Regions from separate parts of the Mus musculus genome. Here region 2 is linked to region 1. Evidence: chromatin contacts called from public Hi-C data. All regions are on one chromosome and are shown on one strand. Each heading gives the region's core, a stretch centred on a gene start, on an enhancer-like site or on the middle of the called end of the contact. The rest is flanking DNA. Distances are from core to core; before and after follow the strand shown. Region 1 overlaps Hpse2 (heparanase 2). Region 2 overlaps Cnnm1 (cyclin M1).

Region 1 (5,706 bases), core at 2,417-4,916:
TCTGCCCTTGACTTGGGTCTGGCGATAAACAGGAGCAAAGGAGACAAGCTGGTGCAAGATGGGTGTTGGAAGACTAAACAGGCCTCCTTTCCAGGATAGGACCACCTGGGTATCTTACCACGCATCTGTGTGACTGCCCAGGACCATGGCTTTGGACACTTAAGACACAAACTTTCATGGCTTTATTCTCCCCAAATAGGAGTAACTGCCCGTTACTTTCTTTAAAAGCAGAGCACAGAAATCCTCAGCTGACACCTGATGGCCCCAGAGCTCACATAAGCCTCTAAGATCCCTTAACTGTGTCCAGGGATGCAGCACAAAGGCCCAAGTGAGCGGGGCAGCTGCAGGTCCAGAGACATGAGGCTGTGATAAGGAAAGCATATGTAAAAGCGCTCACAAGGTAGCAAGCTCCTTCTTTATCTCGCCTCATAGCAAATGCTGTACCTTATAAGTAGAAAACTCCACAGCTGCGAGAGTGTCCTAGTGTCCCCTGGAAAGAATTTACAAGACAGGCCAGAATTGCTGACTGGGCCCAAAGATGGGGAATGGAGCTGGACTTGAGGATCATATTGGTCACCATGTCAGACAGCTGTGGAACTGATAGCTAAACAATGCCAGTAACAACCTGTGGGCTTTGTACCATGCTGCTTCTTCAGGAGAGTTTAAGAGATTAGAGCTCTACTTAATTGTACTTGAGTTTCTCCCGGAAAAATATGGTTTTTGTACTCCCATTCATTCAAACCCAACTTAGTATATTTCAGGAAAGAATCTTATTAGCAAATTTTTTCTGCTTTGCTGGTGCTCTTGAGTAAATCCAGAGATGGCAAGCCTCTGGGCCTCAGGGCCCCTCAGGCCACGTCCCACACCACCCTTCCCCCTTGTCTTTAACTTTTCACCTTTCCACTGTCCCGCTCTGGCAGGCCTGTTCCAGTAGTACCTGTCAAAGGTAAGAGACAATAGCAGGATAGGACAGCACTGTGAACATGGTTTCTAGGAGTTAGGGTGAGGGAGAGAAACAGAAGATTTTAGGGCAGGGAAACTATTCTGAATGATACTAAACAGTGGGTTGCTTCTGTGCCAATCCCAAACCACAGAATGGGCACCACAGATAAACCCTACTGTGAAGTGTGGACTTTCCATGTCACTGATGGAAGGTCACCAAGTGTGAAGGCTCCACTCTGACACTGATGATGGTGAGAGCTGATGATAATGGAGGAGGACTTGAGGACAGCACCTAGGGGCATCTCTGTATCTGTGGGTCCGTTTCTGCTGGACCTGAAGTCTTCTCTTTTACAACAAAAGTTCAAAAAGGTGGGGTGAAGAAGGGAAAGGGGGAAGGCGAGGAGCAGAATGAGAATGGTTCTACTCTGCTGTTTTGCTCAGGAAATAACTTTTCAGCCACATCCCTTGTTCCTCTGTAGCTTTCTGCTAGCAAAGTGGCACCTCCTTCTGCCGTGAGCCTGTCTTCCTGAGGAAAAGAGCACATGTTAGTTACGCCATGCCCATGTGTTGTCACAGGCTCCGCCCTTTCCCCTGATGACCTGCCACTGGGAAAGAAGGGACAAGTGAGTCTCCACAGCTAAGCAATCGGTTGTGAGCTCCCTCGGGAGTAGCCGGTGTTTGTGTACATTCAGTGGACAGAGGCCAGACCCACCAGCCCGGGCACTTCTCCTCCAAGAGGGTTTTGGAATTCAGCTTGTTGCTTTTTTTAAGTGTGATTTACAGAGCTTTCAGGGAGAGGAATGGGGAATTACTAGTCAGCATCTTCCTAGCTCCCACGCTAGGACAGCAAAAGGAGTCTTCACACAGATATAATTCAATTTAGAAAAGTGAGCTCGGAGTTCTATCACCATTGTGTGGATATACATATAAATAAGACATGGTCTCCCATCTGCAGAGTTAGTAACCCACTGTGTGTTTGCGAGACTACAGCTCAGTCTTGCTTAGAGACCAGTGTAAAGAGCTCTATCAGGCGTGTAACATGTCCAACCTGGCCATAGTGGGGCAGCTGTGTGCTAGCAGCACTCATCTCTGCTTATTATCCTGATGAGTAACAGCAAATACTTGACAGCCCTGTGCACATCGGTAGAGCACTCTCTGTCTACATTGTTCTGGAGTATAATTGTCAGTCATGGGTTAGAGCACTGCTCAGAATCCTATAATGAAATTAAACCTATGGTTGCAGTCACCATAGCAACATATTCAGAGCCAAACGGTCACTGTTCAGATGTCATTTAGCTTTTGGAATGAAGCTCTGCCTTTTACTATTGCCAGTCTGGCATACTTGGCTAGCCTGTCATTTAATTCTAAGAACACGCTTTTTGTTAAGGAACCCATCTTTCTTTTTCCCCTTTTAAGATGCTGGAGATGGTTACCCCTAGGCACAGCATGGCTTAGATGCAAACACGGGATCCGCTCAGGGTAGCCTTTCTTCAGGAGAAAGACCTCATCACAAACCCACACCCCAGTGCCGCTGGATACACTGAGACTTGAACCACCCAGCCCGGGAGCAGCACAGCCTAGGCCTGAGACAAGATTGGTGGGTCCGAGCTCTACCATTAATGAAGTGTGTCTTTGGGTTCTGGCTTCCCTTTGATTGAGCTGAAGTGAGGATAAACTACCTCACCTGTGAACCTCCACAAGTCATTGTCAGTATACTTTAGAGAATCATTTAAAGCATACAATTTTGATTTTGCATTTACATGAAGTATGGAAAATTATTGGATGGGACTATATCTCAGAGCGAGACAATTGCCCGCACATTTTATTCCTTCTTTGTAGACCTCTTGTTGCTGTAATCAATAATACTGCTTTTTTTTTTAATCTGAAAAAGGAGTTCTTTATTTTTAACGATTGTGGCTGAATTAAAGTCTGCCTTTAAAATATCCAAGTTAATATCAATCCCCACCTCTGTATGTTCCATTTACTCCCGGGGACTTATCACACTCGTCATATCACATATCACATATCACACTCGTCATATTGCTGAACGCTGTGCTGGAGGCAGCACAGTCTGACTTTAAGAAGCTGGCACCACAGATACAAACAGATGTTAAATAGATTAAAAGGGACCATGGCAAAAGCCATTTTAAAGGATAGGAAAGAAAACAAAAGTCTGACTGATGGAGGCAGCAAGGATACCCAGGAAGGGTTTTGGGAGATCCTCAGCAAGTGGCCCGTTTGGGCTGGGGGAAGAGCATCCAAACACAAGCAGTAACATATACAGAAGCACTCGATTTCCAGTGAGTCATGGTAGATGGATTATGAATAATTATCACCAGCAAGTTTTTCCCATTGCTGTCCCATGGCCACACAGGGTGTGTGAAATTGAAGAACTCAAAAGCTAAGAACCTGGGGGTGGTGTGGCAGGGGAGGAGCAAACCCAGACACACTAGCCTATGACCTGTTTCTTAGTGTGACCTTTCTTCTCTCTCTTTTCTTTCCCGTGGGATCCATCAGGAACATGAAAGAATCCAAGTGTACCTGTTTAGGGATAGCTGTGATGTGAAATTCAATCCTGTCATTAGGGGCCCTAACAAAGACTTTTCCATGTGTAGCCTTCTTTGTGGGAGCCTACTGCTGCTGAGAGAAGGGCAGCCTTGGCTGTGGGATCAATCGCTGGAACCCAGGCTGCCTCCGTCCATGGCCAGAGCACTGGGCTGCATGCCCAGTGAACAGGACTCGCTTCTTTTCTCCTCTGTGTCTCTTAGCCCAGGCTTTGAGCTCAGAGCCTTGTCTGACCAGGCAGGCCGCACTTAGCCATTGATGCCTTTGCAAAAAGCTTCTCTGATTATTATTCTGCCTTCCCTCATCTTTTTTCTATTTATCGACTTGAGCAATATGCACAGTATGTCAACAACACACACTAGTGTTTGTAACAGCTCACCCCTCTGGGATGTACAAACAGCTCTGAGTGTGGAGCAGATGAGGCTCAAATGCAGCACTGTGATTTTCTAGTCACATGAGCCTGTCAATGGCTTTTGTTTATGAAGTGACTTTGTAAGATATAAAAGTGAAAGCCACAATAATAATTCTTAACAATAACACGAACATAACTGAGAATCTTTGAATATTTGTATAGATCTATGGAAATGGATTCAAGTAATGATGGATAAAATATGAAATGTAAATTTTTAAAAATTAAATTGCCAGAAAACTAAATGAAGAAAAAGGAAAGCTGCAGTTCCTGAATTTGAGAAGAATTGACTGCAGATAGCTAAAGATAGCAAACTAAATATTCTATATTTTCCCTCCTGCAAAGATGCTGCCTAACTTTCCCAGTGAAAGCAATCAAGGCCTTGACAGGGCTTCAGTGCTGAATCTAACACCTTCATGTAGTGTTTATGCATGGCCCAGTAAAACCTGGAAACCATAAGATGTCACATCAAAGTGCTAATGGTGGCATATTATGTAAATCACTGAGTAGCAAGAATTGAGAATCTCACTCTGCCATCGGCCATTTATATTGTCCCAGATTGCAATACTGGAGATCACAGCTCCTGTAGACTGTGTAGCAACCTAAGTAAATCAGAGAGAAGTGACCGCGGCATCACTGTGTCTGAGCTCAGGACATGCTGTGCTCCTGGGAAACAGCCTGCATGTGAAGATGAGCAAGGTCGGCTCAGGACAGAGAAGAGCCAGATCTTGCCTAAGCTGCTCAGCTTACCCAGACCAGAAAGAGAGAGGAAACAAAGAAAGATATAGAGGGGGTGGGGGAAGGGATAAATACCCTTTAGAGGGTTAGAAGGCTTTCTGGTGAGTGTCACAGACAGACAAACTTAAGGTTATTTCACCAAAGACACTGCTGTATTTATGACAGACAGCAATTCTGGAACCAACAAGAAGTTCCTGATTACTGACTGTTAGAACCAAAGACAACGTGTCCTTCTCTTAAGTCTGTTTCTGTGATTTAGTATATATTAGTTTTAAGTGAAAATTCTTTCTAAAAATAGAACATCTCCGGATTCAGCACTCAGCACACACATATGCACACGCGCATACACATGAATATTCATATGCACACATGCATGCATGTACATACATGCATAAAAATTAGGGCAGAGCTGGGCGTGGTGGCACACGCCTTTAATCCCAGCACTTGGGAGGCAGAGGCAGGTGGATTTCTGAGTTCGAGGCCAGCCTGGCTACAAAGTGAGTTCCAGGACAGCCAGAGCTATACAGAGAAACCCTGTCTCGAAAAACCAAAAAAAAAAAAAAGGGCAGAAAGGTGATTAAAGAAATGGTAATAAAAATGTGGGAAAAGAAGTAAATATAAATTCTGGTTTTGAGTTATTTAAGTATACCCCACAATTTATAAATTCTCAGAACTCTATCACAGCCATCAAATACTTCTGTCACTAACTTTGAACTCTTGGCATTATCTTAATTCATCTCAGATTTGGTTTTAAGCACAGCAAGGACTGAACAAAATACAATGTTTTCACTTATTCTAGACATTAGAATTAGTGGAATGGAGGCTGTGGAGGGTGTGGTTATGGAGCCTAAGAAGTCACTTAAACTGCCTACTTCCTATGTGACTCTTCTCATTCACAAGAGACCACTTCTCAATGTCATGGCCACTCAAAACCAAAGTCTGTGAAATATCAACACGACGTACGCTCAGCAGGGAAAGCTACATAGTACACTGAACACTGAATTAGTGCGAAGACTCTTTACCCTAAAGGCCCTTTAGGTTTATTTTTTCCT
Region 2 (6,268 bases), core at 397-2,896, 570 kb before region 1:
GTGGCGAGATCTATGATACTCTTTGTTTTCTGTTTTTCTTTATTCACAGCTCTTTTTGAAGAGCCAGAGCAGAGCCAGAATTTCTAGGTAGCATCTTTTTTTTTTTTTCCAAGACAGGGTTTCTCTGTATAGCCCTGGCTGTCCTGGAACTCACTTTGTAGACCAGGCTGGCCTCGAATTCAGAAATCCGCCTGCCTCTGCCTCCCAAGTGCTGGGATTAAAGGCGTGCACCACCATACCCGGCCTCTTGGTAGCATCTTAACAGCCCTATCATGTCCATACAGTGACTGAATTCTGGACCACAATGATCTAAAAATCTGTATCCATTGTGCTGCGTGAAATAGTCATGAAACAGGAGATGTCCCATCCAGGCTAAGTTATCAATTGGCTAGGTGATTTGGGACAAATCATTTCTTCACCTTTCCTTATTAGAATTTTAATTAATAAACTTATTTATTTATTATCTATTTTTTGTGGGGCTGGGATTTGAACTCAGGGCCTTGACCTTACTAGACAACTACTTGGCCACTGCTCTATACACCCTGCCCTTTTTTCTCATTCTGAAGTGACATTTAACTTGCTGTTCTTGGCCTATGATGCTTCAAAGCCTTCAGATAAATTCAAATATAAAAACACTATGTAAAAATCTCTTTTATGATGAAAGGAAATACCCCACTTGACATTAAAGTGGCCACTGCAAAATTTAAACCAATGAATCTAAAGGAATTCTAGAGAAAATTCTTTCTAGATTACATTCGGATCACAATCGAAGCCATGCTTTCTACACACAAACACACTGATTCTGCACAGAAACTAGCAAGAAGGTAGCACACAGAAGGGCAGTTCAAGCCAGCCACCAGCCCTGTGCCAGTCCGCACGCACCCCCAAGCTGCATGCATGGCCAGCTGGCAGCCACCTTGTCGCCGACAGAAAAGCTGTAGGCAAGGAAAGAGCAATGGCTAAGCAACAGATTTCACTAGCCTTGAGCCACAACACCAAACGCCACAGTTACCTTTTCCTAAGGACAAACATCATAGACCAAAACCAAAACCAAACAAAATATTATAGCACTTCAGATAAAGGCCAAGGGTGAATTACCATCGCACAGAAGGAAAAGGACGGCCATCAGAGCATACAGCTCAACTTCCTGCATTCCCTGACAAGTGGCAACTCATGATGCCCCCCCCCCCCCCCCAAGCCACACTTCCGCTCATCCCTTGTGCAGTAACAGAGAAGCCAAGGCACACATTCCAGGCACACAAAAGCTAAGCCTCCGTGCTCTGTGGGTACCTGGTGGGAGGCAGTGTTCCCGGCAGAGCATTACAAGGAAGCTGCCGGCATTCAGCCATTCTCGTTAACCCAGCCCATGTTCAAATAGCCTGGTTCAGGTTCCCAGAGTGGGCTGAGGCAGGACCATGGCAGGGAAGACATGAGGAAGGGGTTTGAGAGATACATACGGAAGACAGAGGATCCAGCCAGACTTCCAACCTTCCGCACGTCATTATCTAAGGACAGAAGGGTGCAGTGGGTTTCAGAAGTAATTCAGAAAACAGAATGTCTCATGGAAATCTCCACTTCTACTCCACCCCAGCACCAATTAGCCCTGCAGGAATCAGGCAGGAAGGAGGGTAGTAGGGAAGAGCGTGAAACAACGTGTCCTTTCTTTCGGAAAAGCCGGGTCTCCACCCCAGCACTTGCTACAAGATTACCTTTTCCACCCCCACCTCAGTTTTCTTCCTCTTAAAGCCAAACAAAATCTGAAGTTATTTTTATGCCGTCTTTGCACAGAAGGAAACCCGAGCCAAGGAAGCGAAACAGCTTATTTTGAAGGTGTTTAACAGGAGTCAACACAAGAGTCGTGACTTCCGCCTAGATCTTTCTTGGTGGGCCCCACTGCTTCCCTGATAAACTCCCGGCTTAAGAACTAGAATACCTGAGCAAGCGCTGGTCATGATGGCTGGAACACCATAGTAGGTAAAGGCTCCGTTCTCAAAGCGAAGGCCTTCCTTACCAACCTCCACTTCCACTTTCCCCTGGAGAGAGAAGGAGGGTAAGGAACTTACTGAGGCTGGGATGGGCACTTCCAGGTCTTCCAGGTTCCCTCAGACCCCAAGGACTTTTGTGGGCACGGACAAATGGACTCACATGATCACAGGGAAGTGTTAATTCTGCCTAGATTTCCTTTACAGAAACACAAGCTCCGACTTCAGAAGCCCCTTGCAGTGAATTCACAGCTTTATCAGCCCTAAAGCAGCACGTGGTCCTGAATAACGAAGCTCTCCTGCTACACTGTAGCTGCCTTTCGAGGACACAGGCCTAAAGCACCAGTAAGCCAGAGCATAGTAAACAGCTTTACTGACTCAGTGTCCCAGACGAGACCATTTCTGGGTCTGGCTGAGATAGAACCTGCTCTTGTTGAATTCACCACTGGTGACAGTGATAACTAGCATTCATTGTCAATGATAGCAATAACTACCATGAGTGTAGAGCTGCATTTATGCAGCTGTTACTGTTATGTGCACCTGTGGATTCTCAGTCAACCCTGCAGGGTTTCTCTGTGTAGTCCTGACTGTCATGGAACTCACTGTGTAGAGCAGGCTGGCCTTGAACTCAGAGATCTGCCTGTCTTTGCCTTCCAAGTGCTGGGATTAAAGGTGTGCACCACCACGCCTGGCACCTTGGCATTTTTCAAAATAAATACTTGCAAACGGGAGGATTAGGAATTCTTGACAAAATATCAACAGTTGTTGAAGCTAGGTAATAGTTACGTTTTTTCCTTCTTCCTACTTTTTGGCTAGTTTTCCATAATAAAATGTTTAAAATGAACATTGCCACCTGGCATATGTAACATTTTTATGTCCAGTTGACAGATGGATTGATTCAGGCTCAGAGAGGTTCACTGGATTAGCCAAGGTTTGCTAGCAAATAGAAACAATGACATTTTGAAGGCAAATCTTTCCAATTCCTGAGACTACTACCTTTTTTTCTATTTTATCCCCTTCAGCTTTTTATTTGAAAGCTTTTCCTTATGAAGGACTGCATGTGTCCTTGCATTATATACACAGTGTAACACAATTCATTTCTAAGGTGAAGAAAAGGACCCCATTTATGGGGGTAGAATCATCATTACTGAGGTTGCTTGGAGTGATATATATGAGACAAATCAAGGCATAAACGGGATAGGCTGAGGTGGACTGTATGGCCAGCGGCCAGTTCTAACTCAATGTGATCTTGACTCGGATCTTAAGCCATCACTGTTTCTAGGGCCTATAAAACTCTGCTGGGAAGAGACATGGAGCCAGTGACGGAGCTCACGGTGGGGCCAGGACAGGATAAGCTGTGCTCCAGTGGAACTCTGCCTGACACTTTTAATTAAGTAATTAATTTTATTTTAGACAGAGTCTTGCCACGTAGCTCGGCTTGCCAGCAACCCAGTATGTAGATCAGACTATTCTAAAACTCACAGGTATCCTCCTGCCTTTGCTTCTTGAGTGCTGGGATAACAGGCATGTGTCATCATACCCAGCTGTGACAGATACATAAGGCAGGCCTGTCCAGGTACCCAGGGTAGGCAACTGATAGCCTTTTTCATTCAGTCATTGCCTTCCTTCTTGGCCCTTACAGAGAGAGATGTTTCAGGGAACCACAGAGAATAAATGTATCCCACATGGTCCAGGAGGCAGAGACAGGGCCAGTGTGGAAATCAGAGATGCTGAGAGTCAGATCAACAGAAGAAAGGGTTTAAGAAGAGTCATGTACATATCAGGAGGCAGTGGGGGACACTCAAGCAGACACCCCGAGATACCAGGATTCCACAGGCTCTTTCAGTTCAGAAGGAGAATGCCTTTACTGAACATGCAGGCTTCTTACTGTCCCCCCAACATGCTCGAGTGCTAAGGTGAAAGCCCATGGGAGAAGCTACAGATCCCGGGATACCACTCTTACATGCCTGTGGCTTTCCTGTGGGTAATGCAAGGACGCCCAACCCATTGGCCTTGTTCTCTAGGCACCGTGCAATGAGGGAAGCAAAGCCCGAGGAATTCCCCTTTGCCCTGCAGGTGCCCTCCTCTTGCTCTCGGAAGTCCCCTGACCTTGACACCCACCTGTAAGAGCAGCACAAAATAGTCCACCGGGCGGTTGCGCTGGTAGAGGTAGTGTTCTGGGGCTTTCTTGTTCCTCTCATCAAACTTAAGCTCCTGGATCACGTTGGGATGTTTCAGAAGCCGGAGCAGGATCTTCTCCGAAAGGTACAGGGACTTAAAGGGCTCCACTTCTGGAAGGCAACAGGGGGTGGGGGTGGACAGCTGCACTGCTGCCCCTCCCCCATTCCAACTGCAAAAGCTGGCAGGAGGCGAGTGCAGCATCTGGGGTTTCATCTAGAACAAGACCCTTAAGTAGGCCGGGGTGGGGTGGGGGTTCTGCAAATCAATCCCTCAGATGAAGAATGTTAATCCCCAGTGTGCATCCAGGGGCCTTCTCTGTGCCTTCTGGGGCTGACTATTGCTTCATGATATCTCGGGAGAAACAGGTCAGCGTTTGGGAAAGGTCAGTTTTGTTATGACTTTTGTCCCTGATTTTATTTAGAGTTGGACCCTGGACAACTCTAGACACAAAGAATTGAGTCTGGCTTATCTGGATAGCATTCACCTGCTGGCTGACATGAAATCCCAAGTTAATAGAAAGGTAATGACTTAAGTGATAAGTTGCCAATAATGTAAAATATCATTTATCATACTCAACTATTAATAGGCATTATATAGTGATGCTTGCAGAATTATACTAAGCAGATGAAGCTGCTTTGCCCTGGGCAATTGATCCATGATTAAAAAAAAATTACATTCAGACAAGATTACATGTTGAAAATTCTTACTGTAAGGAGGCTCCACTTTATTGTTACCCACCTTTTAGTACCTGGCCAGCTCTGGCTAGCACTCTACTATATCCTCAAAGAGTACGTATTGTATTAGCTAAAAATGGAACTTAGTCATGGACTAACCATTCTAGGTGAACATGTTAATTAGGGCTGAGTGATGTCAGAGAGTTCAAAGGCAAATCCTTGCCTCTTCATACAAAGGAGTTCCTGTACCTGTTTTTCTTTCTAAGGGCACCAGGATTCCCACTCCAGACTCCTAGTGGGGAGCAGGACACATGGGCTTGTTGCTTGGTAGGATAATGCTTTTCCCTCTGGGACAAAGGTCTGGGGCACCCCAATCCGAGTAGGATGGAGTAGGTTGGCTTTAGGCTCCTGCTAGGAAGTGAGCAGAGGAAATGGAAGTTATGCATTTTCTGGTAAAAGAGTACTCACTTCCTCTCCATCAACACAGCAGGGAGCCTGAAGCTACCTCAACCCAACAGGAGGCAGCCTTCTTCCTCAAACCCTGGCTCTCAGTGCCAGTGGCACACTGGATGGGGATGGAGAATAGTAAGAGATGTGGTGCCTGGTGCCATGCTAGATTCTACTAGAAGTGTTGAGGTAGGGCGTGGGCAGGGCAGGTCCTACCTGTGGCCATGAAGCGGTGTGTGGCAAGCAGCAGCTGTGGCGAGATCTTGACTCTGATCTCGGAGTCTGAAAGCTTGAACAGAGAGAAATCATGCCGCCTTCTCTCCCGGTGTGGGACCCTCTGCTTTTTCCGATTGTCAGCTATAGGACACAGGGGAAATACGACAGTCAGAATCATTGTTGGTCTTTGGATGCTTACACAGATTCTTCGGGACCACACACTTCTGCGGTGCCAACTGTAGGAGGCTAGGCCAACTCCCTCCCAGTAGGAGCCAGCAGGCAGCAGATGGTTCAGTGTTGTTTGTGCTTAGGTGGTAGATGAAGGGGTGGGGAAAGATGGCAGGGGGTTGGGGGGGGGAGGGTGGGAGAGGGAGGGAGGTTCCCATGCCCAGAGTTCTAAGGCTGGTTCTCTTACCCGAGAGCTGTGCAAACTCTCCATGCATTGGAGTTTTTGATTGCTTTAATCCATACAAGACATTTAATACCTTCTCTATCTGTGCAGTTATTGCAAGACTCTAATGTACTTGACAGTGTTTATACAATGTCATATAGACATAAGCTGCTGGTATTCTTGGCATGAAAGGGGTTGGGGTTTCTCCCTCTGTCCTCTTCCATTCCCTAGAGCAGGGCTCACCTAGTCTCTTTCCTGTGGGTTTAAGCCACACTAGGTGTGGTAGCTAAGCCATGTCACTCTCTTCCCGCTCACAATTCTCCTGCTTCCCTCGGGACCCTCTGGAGAGAGGATCATGGGAAATACAAGGAAAACAA

Evidence for each region. A called contact is a pair of places that touch in the nucleus more often than the background predicts.
Region 2: a Hi-C map of cerebellum shows a contact between it and region 1, with 1.6 times the contacts expected there. The contact joins two enhancer-like sites. A contact is called at or near these places in 2 of 484 Hi-C or Micro-C datasets (the N1E-115 cell line and cerebellum) and 2 of 115 datasets of contacts at active chromatin or transcription factors (both in embryonic stem cells).

What each region holds. Positions count from the first base shown.
Region 1 is chr19:42,900,786-42,906,491 of GRCm38.p6, reverse strand. All of the region lies in intron 9 of Hpse2 (heparanase 2), which reads left to right. Among named protein-coding and RNA genes, the nearest start is that of Hps1, 120 kb to the right of the region's middle. Within about 2 kb of position 3,666, at least 30 of the 459 cell types and tissues checked have an H3K27ac peak or open chromatin away from gene starts, as enhancers often do. A contact at or near this core is called in cerebellum, where this site is marked.
Region 2 is chr19:43,467,614-43,473,881 of GRCm38.p6, reverse strand. It overlaps Cnnm1 (cyclin M1), which reads right to left. Exons shown (of 12, transcript NM_001373992.1): 3 at 5,501-5,641; 4 at 4,104-4,273; 5 at 1,934-2,033; 6 at 1,458-1,505. Among named protein-coding and RNA genes, the nearest start is that of Cnnm1, 30 kb to the right of the region's middle. Within about 2 kb of position 1,646, at least 11 of the 459 cell types and tissues checked have an H3K27ac peak or open chromatin away from gene starts, as enhancers often do. A contact at or near this core is called in cerebellum, where this site is marked.